Linked DNA regions of Hordeum vulgare: region 2 is linked to region 1. A link is a contact called in public HiChIP or PLAC-seq data. All regions are on one chromosome and are shown on one strand. Each heading gives the region's core, a stretch centred on a gene start, on an enhancer-like site or on the middle of the called end of the contact. The rest is flanking DNA. Distances are from core to core; before and after follow the strand shown. Region 1 holds the start of LOC123445404 (E3 ubiquitin-protein ligase BRE1-like 2). Region 2 holds the start of LOC123440859 (F-box protein CPR1-like).

Evidence for each region. HiChIP or PLAC-seq counts read pairs in DNA pulled down with a chosen protein or histone mark.
Region 2: an H3K4me3 HiChIP or PLAC-seq map of embryo shows a contact between it and region 1, with 4 times the contacts expected there. The contact joins the promoter of LOC123440859 here to the promoter of LOC123445404 in region 1. A contact is called at or near these places in 2 of 6 Hi-C or Micro-C datasets (leaf and seedling) and 1 of 1 datasets of contacts at active chromatin or transcription factors (embryo).

The regions. Positions count from the first base shown.
Region 1 is chr3H:588,027,177-588,033,513 of MorexV3_pseudomolecules_assembly, reverse strand. It overlaps LOC123445404 (E3 ubiquitin-protein ligase BRE1-like 2), which reads right to left and starts at 2,890. Exons shown (of 19, transcript XM_045122380.1): 1 at 2,801-2,890; 2 at 1,688-1,849; 3 at 1,514-1,601; 4 at 1,169-1,399; 5 at 896-1,021. The coding sequence starts at 1,849.
Region 2 is chr3H:588,462,544-588,468,848 of MorexV3_pseudomolecules_assembly, reverse strand. LOC123440859 (F-box protein CPR1-like) reads left to right here and starts at 2,430. Exons shown (of 1, transcript XM_045117402.1): 1 at 2,430-3,879. The coding sequence starts at 2,480. The coding sequence ends at 3,577.

The DNA.
Region 1 (6,337 bases), core at 1,641-4,140:
TAATAAGCATCGTGACTGCCTACCCTGACAAGTATGGCCACCCCTCCAGTTTCTTTTATCTGCTTGCAAAAAGCTTTCCTTAGGGATTCTATCCGCCATCTTCCTCACCACATCCACACATGGTTCATGGCTATTGGTTCAGCTGCAGCCCATACCATGCCAACCTACACGCACCCAATGGTGACGTTCAACTCGATCTACTCGACATGAGATAGCTGCATGGCAATTCCTTCCATTTTTCTCTCAACCTCCTTGGTGGGGATCTAATGGTCCACCTGAACGATCGGTCACCGCATCCTTACCATACCTGGCCAAACGGGCCCGGTCAATCGGGCCGGCCCGCAGGCACATCGGCCTGGCACGAGACGGGCCCGGCCCAGCACGCTTTAATCGTGCCTAGGCCTGGAGGCTGGGCACGCGGGCCGGCACGGCACGGCCCGTTTATTTTTTTATATATATTTCTAACTTTTTTTAATATATATGTATACAATATACAGCCCAATAGGCTTAAAAATAAGCCCACGAAGCTAAACATATGCGGCACATCGTGTTAAACGGGTCAACAGGACGGCCCGTTTAGTAACCGGGCCGTGCCTGGGCCTGGAGGCGCAGCCCATGGGCTGGCACGGCACGGCCCGATTACTAAACTAGCCTCGGCGGGCCGTGCTCGTGCCGTGCCGGGCCGCCCGTTTGGCCAGGTATGATCCTTACCGATTGGTACCGAACTCAAACCCCAATCGAGATTGGGATCGAGATTGGGGTTTGGGCTTCGGAGGGTGGTTTAGTGAATCTGGTAACTACGGGGAAGATAATAACTATGAATGCCCAGATATGCACACGAGACAAAAATTTAACAAATGTACCAAATGAGGAAAGGAGTGACATTTTTTAACACCTGAAAGATGCTTGATTTCCTGCAATTCTTTTGAGTAGCTGCTTTTGAAAGCCTCAATCTCATCCAGATACCTTTTATGCTTCTCATTGACGATGGAAATAGCTTCACGGACATTGCCAACAACCTCTTTCAAGTGATCATTATGGTTTTGAAGGGCAACAACAACATCTAAATTAAATAATGAAAGTTCAAGCAGATGGGTAATTAGCAAATAATGTAGGTGTACTGCAAAGAAATGGAGGGGAAAAGCCAGATATTACTTTTTGTCTTTACCTTCATTTGACTTCTCTCCATTTAAAGCTAATGACAAATGTTCACTTCTAGCCTGTTGTGCAGCAATAGCCTCTTGAAGGGACCTCATCAGAGCAAGAGTTGCCGAACGGCGCAAAGCAAGAGCTTCTTCAGCGAATTCCAAGAAGCTATTGTCATCCTTTTTTCCATAATTGTTGGACTTCAAGAGCATGAAGAGAAAAATCTCCTCGGAAGGACACGACTCGATAGATTCTGAGCAATGAAAAGGAACACACAATCAGCTAAGGCAACATCGCTACTGAAACAAAATAGAACATCTCAGAAAGCAACATTTATTTAACAGCTATAAACAAATCAGCCAGCAACCTTCTGACAACTCTTCATGGTCAAGTGCAGGCAAATTGTTCAAGCCGCCACCAAATCTAACTCCAAGCAGGATTAAATCATCAACAAGCTATAATTAACATATATTAGTAAGAAACATTACGAGCCGGAAAAGAACCATAAAACAGAGTTTACACGAGACTCGGAGGAAAGAACCTGATTCCACGTCTTATCCAGGGAAATCAGAGTGTTGTCGTAAGAAGATTGTTCATTCCTCAACTCCTTGAACTTAGCTTCCAACACATGCATTTCAGACTTCTGCGCTTCCAATTGCTGCACCAGCTTCTGGTTTTCATGTTGAAGGGCTGTGGCGTCCATCTTTAAAAGAAAAGCAGAAAAGTTAAGTCCTACAACAGGGCACGGAAAAGGAACGGTTTTACACATGGATTAGTCCACTGACCAAACTTCAAAAATTAATTGACCAATCTTATGGACGCAAGTATTCAGTCAGCCTTGTCGGTTTGCTAAATTTTCTAACCAGATTGTAACGGAAATCGCCATTTTTAGGCTGGGAACGGTTGGCAAGCCCCCTACGAGTCAATTAATCATGCACAGAGAAACAGAGGAACAGAGGTTCGATTTAAACTTTTGCTATCATACTAGTAGTATGTTATAATATTGACTAACGTTTTGCTCCATTTGCAGTTTCAGGAACTGCCAGATAGTACCACTGAGGCCATGGTACGAGGCTCAGTTATTGGAGACAACAATTCGAGCAGCAATTTATATATAACAGCATAATGGATTAATGGACAGAGCTTTGAATTTAAGTGCTTCCTAAAATTGTCCACTGGGACAAGGCACTATGGTGTATGGCACCATCCAGCAACTAGATTCGCACATGGCGCATATATCTCCATGAATTGGGAGCAAAAGCGAGCAGAAACAGGAGCAGCCGCGCGTGGGGCAAGAGAGGCCTGCGGGCAGAAGCGGGTGGCGCCATACGCGGGGAGCAGCAGCAGGTGGGGGCGCCGTCAGAGAACGAGATGAAGAGCCGCGGCAGGGCGAGGGGGAGGGGGGCAGCTCCTCGGAGAAGGGGGGAGGGAGGAGAGCTTGCCTGCAGGTCTCCGCCTCCGTGAATATGATCGCCGTGAAGGGGGAGGTCGCCGCCCCCGCCGCCGCCGCGATTAGGGAAGTCGGGAGTAGGGAGAAGGGGAGGGAAGAGGGGGGATAGAGAGAAACTGGTAGGAGGGGAAACTGGTAGGAGGGGAGCTTAAGCTAGACCCGAGACAGGGATAGAGAGGGGGGGGGAGTGGGTGCAGGAGTCACCTTGCTTGGAGCGCCGCCGGCCGCCGGGACGCCGCCGCCGCCGCACGAGAGAGAGAGAAAGCAGCTACTTTCCCGTGTGTGCGGGGAAGCGGTCCGATCCGGGTCGAGTGACCAGACGCGGTGCTGGGCCTTTTTCTGTCCCCGCGTGGGCCTGCATCGAGAGGGCCCAGGACAGGCCCGTAAAAGCCCAGAAATTGGTGACAGAAGGGGCCCACATCCCGAGTCCCAAGTTCAATAAAAGTGCCTCCTTTGTCTCAAAATAAAAGGTGTCACCCACGGTTACCTTACTCCAGGGGCTTCAAGGTTACCACGATCGACTCCAAAGCAGAGGCGAACAAAGAGACAAATATAGAAAGGAGAACGACTGTAATCAGTCGGATGATTTCCTTGTTAGTCAGCCGCGTGAGTGCCGCTTGATCGCATGCGATCATCTGGTCCTGAGTGCGCGTGGACTACCTCTCTGTCTGTCACGTGATTTAGCTTGCCCATCTATGATAGCTGCGTAGCGTCTAACGCCCTGCTCGCCTAAAGTTATTATAGATGCGCATGTCTAGCCTGTTCATCTAAAGGCTCCTGATTTAGCCTGTCCACTTATGATAATTGCGTAGCGTTTAACCTTCTCATCTAAAGTTATCGTAAGTGCGTACGTCTAGCCTGCTCACCTAAAGGTACGTAATTCCGTTTCTTTTTCTACTTCTATCACATCACACATAGCTTTGCCACGTATGCTACAAATAACCGTCCAAATGATATGTTCAAAAAACAAAAATCTTAAGATGAAACACATAGCAAGCACCAAACGAGGGTTTCAACTCCATTTTGTAGTCGGTTTATCATGGATGTTTGTTGGATTTGTTGGATTATACTAGTAGAAAAAGGACATGTAGTCCCGGTTCTCAACCCCCTTTAGTCCCGGTTGGGCAGACCGGGAATATAGAGTCGGAACTAAAGGTATGATCCTTTAGTCCCGGTTGGGCCTATCGGGGCTATAGATTCGGGACTAAAGGATCATCTTTAGTCCCGGTTGTGTGACAACCCGAAGTAAAGGTCCAAGCGAGGGTTTCAACTCCATTTTGTAGTCGGTTCATCATGGATGTTTGTTGGATTTGTTGGATTTTGCAAAGGCATGTCTTAGAAAAGCCTCGTGCGCTATAATTAAGACAGTAGAAGTTGCTTAAAATGGGGTGTTTCAACTCGAGAGAGAGAGAACGACGAACTTACACGTGCCCTGGGAAACCTGAACACGGAGGACGAACACCAGGAAAAGGCGTTGTTTCGTGGGTTCAGAGGTTTTCGGAGTGGAAGAACACCTATAGAAGCCATCAGAGGAAAAAAGAAGCAGGATGCAGACCGTATTCACAGAGTAGAAATAAGTAATGAAGAGTTATACCGCATAGTAAAGCGCCAACAGGAGCAACTGGACACAATTAGCCAACAAAGGGCATCTTCGCGGCAGGAGCAAGCGGATCTAGCATTCGATGATACTGTCGTCCCATCTATGCGGAAAAGGAGCATGGGTTCCATGGGGGTCCTGGCCGATGATGCACTGCTGGCTCGCTACCCCGTGGATGATATCAAAGAGAGGACAAGTTGTGAGCTACACCGGAAAATGGGGAACATATCTATGAAGGTGGCTGTCGGCTTTGCTATACCAAGTGCACGTGGAGCAACCAACCATGGCAATCTGATTCCAGCTTACTATGCTAAAGTCGTGCTGGATTAAGTTCTGCTAGGATATGAGTCACTAGAGCTTGACATTCCTCAAGGTGAAGGGGAGGAGAGACTAGGAGATGTCGCACATTGTGTCATTTTTTGGAGAAAGGAATGCATCGTGTTTCCAAACTCGGCGCCAAGGCCACCGACTCCTCCGAGTAGCAATACACCTCGATCTCTCCCACGTGAGCCGACTCCACCCCACGTCGATATCATGGAGCCCAGCACGACTCCACGTCAATCTCCACTGCCTCAACCAACTCCACCCCCTATGTCCTAGTAGGGCCAAAAGCGGAAGACCGCCGCTTCCTCGACGACTAATCATGTTCAGAAGAAAGCTAAAGAGCCTGTTGCCAAAAATAAGTTATCTTATGATATGACTAACGAGGAACTGGACGAGGTCATGGCTTTCGAAGTGAAAGCCCATTTTGCACGAATCCGCCCCCGCCGCCAAAGGAGAAAATATCTGAGAAAATCATAGACCACTTTCAGGAATTTCTTGAGTGACCTCGTCACATGTGGCGAATAGGCCATCACACTATGACCGTTCTGTTAGGATATTACATAAAAAACAAATGCAGGAGTCGAGACCTACACATAGTAAAAAAAAAGGAAAACAATTCCCCGGCTCGGAGAACAGGTAATGCAATCGATCTCCCCGCCACTACAAGAGATATGTCAACTTGTGACCTTCTCTTACTCACCCCAGCTTAAATCCACGGCTATTTCGCTAGGAAGGATCAAACCCTGAAATTGCCTTACACCAAATGGTCATAAAGAAGACAACAATGGTCGACGACCTTATTTCTACCTGAATACGACCAATATAAATGGTCATGAGTTTGTAACATGGATGCATTGGTACTTAAGGCCACCTCCTTTTTATATGTATACAAAAAATGTACAATGTGTAAAACCAAATATAGACATCAAAACTATGTATGAAAAGATGTTTGTTGTTGGGAATATATGAAAAGATGATAATCATGTATTTAAAAAATGTTAAACATATATAAACAATCCATGTGAGCTCACAATACAATCTTATTTGTTTCTGGTAATATTTTCAGTCACTGAAGCAACTATATTTTATATTGCTGAAAATTTACGAGGATATGATCCTGCCCATAGAACCTCCCTCCATCAAATTTTAGCTCATTTACTTTATCCAATTTCCCTCAATATTTTTCCTAATTTTCTGTTCAGTGGAGAGCATTGTGAAGGAAGTACCCGTTTTTACTTATCCAAATGGTATGAAATTTTTACAATGCCTTCATATGCCCAAATTATTATCCTTCTCCAAATTGCAGCTCAATCCAATCAAATATGTGAGCCCATCATCAATTTCTATTTTTTGTCTAGATTGACACATTGTAAAACAAGTGCTATCTATATGCACTACATTATGAAACGAAGGGAGTATTAAGTTTCATGCGAAGTTTTGGCTGCCAATAACTTACTTCATATCTTCCTTTTGGCTTCCATGAGTGAGCAATGAATCATGAGCTAGTGTTGGGGAACATCCGATGGGAAACAAAAAATTTCCTACGCGCACGAAGACCTATCATGGTGATGTCCATCTAAGAGAGGGGATGTGTGATCTACGTACCCTTGTAGACCGTACAGCAGAAGCGTTAAGAAACGCGGTTGATGTAGTGGAACGTCCTCACGTCCCTCGATCCGCCCCGCGAACCGTCCCGCGATTAGTCCCACGATCTAGTGCCGAACGGACGGCACCTCCGCGTTTAGCACACGTACAGCTCGACGATGATCTCGGCCTTCTTGATCCAGCAAGAGAGACGGAGAGGTAGATGAGTTCTCCGG
Region 2 (6,305 bases), core at 1,181-3,680, 440 kb before region 1:
TAGTGCATAGTATCATAAACTAGTATCATAAGTGTTCTCATTTATTGACATGCATGACACATAGTAGCATGGCATTTAACACGATACGGTATCTACATATGTTACTATAACCATCTCTCTCTTATTTAATTACTTGCCACATTACCATGTTTGCTAGTACCAAGACAATGTTACTAGCTATGATACCCGCACTATGGCCAGCCTAATGTGTCATTGCAGAAGTTGGGCGTTATTGGTATCATCTTAATATTATTATATTGCACCTTTAAAAAAAAGATGAGAGCTTAAACTTGAGTTTTTTTGTACTTTGCGAGAACCCCTTAAGATATTGCGTTCGGAAGGAACATAAAATGGCAAAAAGGAAAAGAGGAACTTGGAGATTTCTTTATAATCTAGCTAAGTACATTCGTATTGCTATGGATAAAATAAATTCGAACACCCAAAGTGTTGCTACGGGTAAAATTAGAATAGGCTGAAACACAAAGTTAAGGCACGAAAACATCAGGCCTACATCAAACAGATGCAAGATAGCGATAGTAGCATAAAAATGTATACATTTACATTCCCAAACTTGTTATGGAACACAGATAATAAAACAAGCTTGCAGTAGAATGTCCATTGATGTGCCAAGAGTTGAAGAACCTCAGGGAGATGGCTAACACATGAGATATTCCCATAGTGATCGACAGTGCGAGTTATTTGACCCTCATGCCTTCTTGAGCGATATGGCCACCATTGCATCCTGGGCAAGCACGTACTTCAAGTTTCCCTCTAGGCTCCATTATCGCTCCCCAATCCTCCCGAAACTCATCCATCATTTCTCCACAAATGCCGCACAATTATGGACTCAAACGCGGCTCTCATCTTGCTCACAAGCATGCTTGCTTGAGGGAGCATTGGCCTTATCGATTGTAGGGCCAGGTACCCACATCTCCATGAATGAAAAAGGAGCCCTCTTCTTGAATGTTCACCCATCATCTCCTCACTAGAAGTCGAACATATGGTCCGCACTCTTTGCTTTTTCTGGTCACTTTAAGGGTGAGTCGTGAGTCTGTCATAACTAAAGCCTCGAAGAAGATGCCTAGAACATTACTATGAAGAATGGAAGACGGTGCCAAAAACTATCTATTTCTTTACTTGTAATGAGTTGTGCTTCTTAGAAGTTGTGGTATGCCATTTTGCAAAAAAAAAATTGAGATTGGGAAATGATTTCGATTTATCGCTATGTCATTTTGTGAGGACCAAGAATTGTTTACTATTCTCATTTGATGTTATATCATTTTGTGGGAATTTGAGAGCTTATTTGGTGATGTGCACTTATCCTTTGTCACTTTGTGAGAATTCAAGAGCTTATTTGATGTTGTGCACTTCTGCTATGTCATTTTGTGAGCATTTGAGAGTTTATGTGAATGTTCTTCAATGTCGTATGTATACGTATTGAGAGAACACAATCGATATCCATCGGGTTTGGACATGGCCATAATTTTCCGCCCATGAATTCTTTCATGGACGGGTAGTGAATGTTTCTTGGATCTGGGTATGAACTTGAGATTCGTCAACCGAAACCGAGCCCAGCCCATTGCCATCTTGACATATGGAATGGACATATCATATCGCTTTATTTGTCTTCCAATTTTTTTCATATAATTTCTCCTTTTATTAATTATGATGGCATTTTATAAGTGATAATTATGGTAGAAAAAAACATGCATTAGACAACAATGAAAAATCAAAGAGCTTCTTCTATTATAGAGAAGAAAGAATAATGTTTAATACTCCATCCACATTGGTTTGTAAGTATTGCATAGATTTTGATAAAAACTTTGACCATTAATGTAGTCAAACAAATATGAGTTATATTCAACAAAAAATATACGATTTAATTGTGAATATATTGATACAACTCTTTGACATGCGCACAATACTTTGCCGCAAAAAAAGTCATTCACATAATTTTTTATTGACCATATTAATGATCAAAGCTTTCTTTGAAATATCTATGAAACTTACAAACCCGATAGGAGAGAGTATTGCCTCTCAAAATGATCCTAGAGGACCGGTACCTTGGATTCTTGGGCTCTGTAATGCATGAAATTTATCAAAAGTAATCATTTTAAGAAGTTTAGAAATTTGAAAAACCATCCCACATGTACATGTGGGCTTGCGCTACATATTTTTAAAGTTAATTATTACTGTTTTTAGTTTGTGTGATATACGAAAACTTAAATGTGTGGATGTCTTCTTGTTAGGTGTAAATGTAGGAAATCCATTATATAAAACTGAAAACTTCTCAAAATCCAATGCTGTCCACAAATCTCAGCCCAAATGCGTGCATGGTTCTGACACAGTCCAGGACATGCCCAGATTATTTCAGAATGAGCCCATCTCAGCCCAAATGCAACCGCAAGAAAGACCAACATCTCCGTCACAGTCCACCGCGGATCCAGATTCCAGTCTCCAGAGCTCCTTGCCGGCGGCCATGGCGGCGGCCGCAAGTGCAGCAGTATCGCCTCCTCCACACCATGGCCTCCCGGACGAGATCTTCATCTGGGAGATCCTCGTCCGCCTGCCCCCGAAAGCCCTCCTCCGCTGCCGCGCCGTCTGCCGCGCCTGGCGCGCCGCCACATCTGCCCGCGACTTCCTCCTCGCCCATCACGACCGTCAGCCCACCCTCCTCTTCCTCCACTGCTTCAACTTTGTCGGCGACGAGGTCGACTCCCTAGACATCATCTCCTTCGACCACCGGGCAGGGGTCGCCGCCGCCGACCAGCTCCAGACCGTCGCACGGCTTGGGCACGCCTTCTTCCGTCCGCTGGCCTCCTGCGACGGCCTCGTCGTCCTCGCCAAGAACTACGCCCGCTTCTCCATCTGCAACCCGGCAACTCGTCAGTATGCTCCCCTCCCGCTGCTTTCTGGCTTCATTTTCTTGGGGATGTACCCGCACGGCGACGGCGAGTACCGGCTATTGCTGGGACCTGAGGCTCAAGATGGCTGCTTTGTCTACACATTAGGCTCCGGCGAGCCCCCCAGGCACGTAGACATAGACTGCCCCGCTGTGGCGGAAGAGGATCTGATATACCCCTCCGGATCTGCCCTGTTCCATGGCAGCCTGCATTTGTGCATAGGCAACATGATAATTGCATTCAACACCACGGCTGAGTCGTTCCGTGAGATGCGCCCTCCAGTTGATCCTTGTGGAGCTGACCTGTTTGAGATGGATGGAATGCTTGGAATGTCCATCTGCAACGAAGCGACGACATCCATTGATATATGGAGGACGCAGGACTACGAAAGCGAGGTCTGGGCCTTGAAATACCGGGTTGAATTGCCGGTTGCAGAGTTTGGAAACTTTAGCATACATTGGTGGGTGGTGGTCGTCTCTCCAGATGGTCATGTGCTTGTGCTAGTCAAAGTTGACGACCGGCTACTTCAGATTGACGTGGATGGCAAGCTGGTTGCCAGTTTCCATCGCAGAGTCCTAGGTCCTCCACGACATCAGCTCAAACAAACTCTAGTTCCACATACATTGTTTCCGGAACTAGAAGGTTACGTTGTGAACTCTTTGCCTTTCCTTTGACCAGATGATTATTTTGCGAACATTAGCATTTCATCTGATCTGAGGGCAGTTGAGTGTGGTGCTGCTGCTTAACGGCCTAGCTATCTATATCCACATGAGCTGCAGTACGTATTAACTGAATCTGCTATGAGCCTGCTAGCTTCTTTTTTGATGTATAAGAAGTTCTGATCAAGAAGCTTTGACTGTTACATTATGCGTTATGTTTCGTTGAACATCCTTTTGTGCTGAAGTGGCTTCCTAGTGTTGATGCTAAAATTACAAATCATTTGCACTGTTTGAAATGGTTTCTAATTGCGCTGACTCATGTTTCTGTTCTCTTGAACCGAACAATGGACTACACTATTTTTGTTTATATTATATTGTGGTCTTTATAGTGGTCAATAGTTGGTAATCTAGCTGCCTCTTGTATCTGTTTGTTGAACTGAAAAATTGACAGATTATTCCCCTTGTCGGCTTGCAAGTTGCACCTGATTCTTTACAAGAGTTTGGAGTGCTAGTTAAATTGAAGATTGCATTATAATTCTGGACTTCTGGATAGGTATTGAAACATATTATAGCGCCTTTGTTGCTAGCCATTTTTAAGGAACCAATGGTTCATGTGACGTTCAATCTTACATATGCTCGAGAAATGAAACTTGGTACTGTTGAGCGGAAGAAAGATTTATCATGGTCAGGCTCAGGTCCAGATTGTGTTCCCCTTTAGACTACCAGCCATATTTTTTTTTGCTATGACATGCACAATGCATATGAATTGGGTCCACTGAATGATTGCATTATAGTCAACTTTCAAGTAATGTTCTGGTGCAGTTCATTTTTATTCATGATTCCATTGTATCTGGTTAGGTATTGAAACGTTACACCTCTGCCCTTGTGTTGCATCGTTTTGAAGGAATCAATGCTTTATGTGATGTTTGATCTTAACATAAGCTCAAGAAATGTTGTACTGATGGGCAGAAGAAAGGTTTATCATGGTCAGGCTCAACACCGTTCCCCTTTAATCAATGTAACTGCCAGTCATGCCCTTTTTTCAGTGACCCGGGCAAATGTGTATGAATTTGGTACACTATGAGCTGGTTGGTTTATTTTTTATGTACATAAAAGTTATGATCAAGAATCTCTGTTTCATGGTTGCGTGAAATTTATACTTGTCTGAATATCCTTTAGGTTTGAAGCAGCTAGCATGTTTATGCTAAAATTGTGAAGTCGCTGTGGTCAGCCTTTAAGAAGTTGCTAATTCATTTGCTTCATGCCTCTATTTCTCTGTACTGAAGAATTATCCAGTGGTTTCCTTCGTACTCCCTCCGGTCCTTTTTACTCCGCATATTAGATTTGGGTCAAGTCAAACTTTACAAAGTTTGATCAAATATATATTGAAAAATATCAACATCTACAATACCAAATATACGTATCATGAAACTACCTTTCATAATGAATCTAACAATATTAATTTGACATTGTGAATGTTGATACTTCCTCCGTCCCAAAATAAGTGTCTCAACTTTGTACCAACTCTAGTACAAATTTATACTAAGCTTAAGACAGTTATTTTGGGACGGAGGGAGTACATGTTTCTATAAATTTGGTCAAAGTAGAGATACTTTGACTTTGGACAAAGCTAATGTGCAGACTAAAAAGGACCGGAGGGAGTACTAATTGTTTAGCCAATATACACTGGTTCCCTGTTTCTTTGTATTGCTGAAGCTGAGGATTAAATGGGGGCAGACCATCCTCTCAGTTTGTTCAGTTGTTAGCTTCTCCTGATTATTAGATGAGCTTGTATCTAGCACTGCTGTTTAATATTGAACGGAATGGTTGCATTATACTGGCAAACTTACCAGTCGAATGTTCTGTTGGAAATCATTTTCGGCATGTGCCATTGCATCTGGTTAGGTATTTCGTTGTCTCGGAGCATCTCTATCATGGTCAGGCTCAGGTCCCAGTGTTGCTCTTTTTTCGCTGTAACCGGTGCAAGGCCGTCTTGCAGAGTTGCAGGCTACTCTCAATTGCCTTTTGCATGCTTGCCCTTGTCTGACATCTACGTGTGTGTGATAAATGTACCCACTTGAGACAAAAATATTTTTGAAGTGTGTGGTTACAGGTTACCCTGATTATTCAGTATACAAGTCACCACCTGGATCAACTTATCCCAGTGTATCTGCTATCTTAAACCAGTGAAGAGCTGAAGCTCTTCTTCTACAGCAGTTGCATGAGCTGCCTTAACTGGTTTCTTTTATATTATCGGTCCAATGTTGCAGCTCTTCTAGAGCAATTAAGCGAGCATTTTAACTGAATTTTCTGATTTTCCATGCAAGGTTAGCAGTTCTTCTAGAGCAATTACATGAGCATCCTTAACTGAAACCTATGAAAAAACATGAAGTGTATTTAAAAAATTATCAAAGGAAATGAAACCGAAAGGAGGAAGACCATGGAGAATAAGGTTTAATTTGTTTGTTAGTTTTTTTCAAAATTGGGCTAGAATAGAAGGAACATACTACGTTAAAAAACAGATGGAAATGTTGGTACAAGTTGCCAAAAGGAAATACAGTAAGCCATGCCCAGTATACATTCAAAATAACATTATTTGCTTCTCGTGGACATGCACCAGTTGCTCTGTATAGACATGAGAAAATCTTTTGTAAATGTGTTACGTACTTACGGGAAAAAAATGTGTTTATCTAATTCATACAAAATGTTCTTGTACCGTGAAAAAACATGATAAAGTCTATTA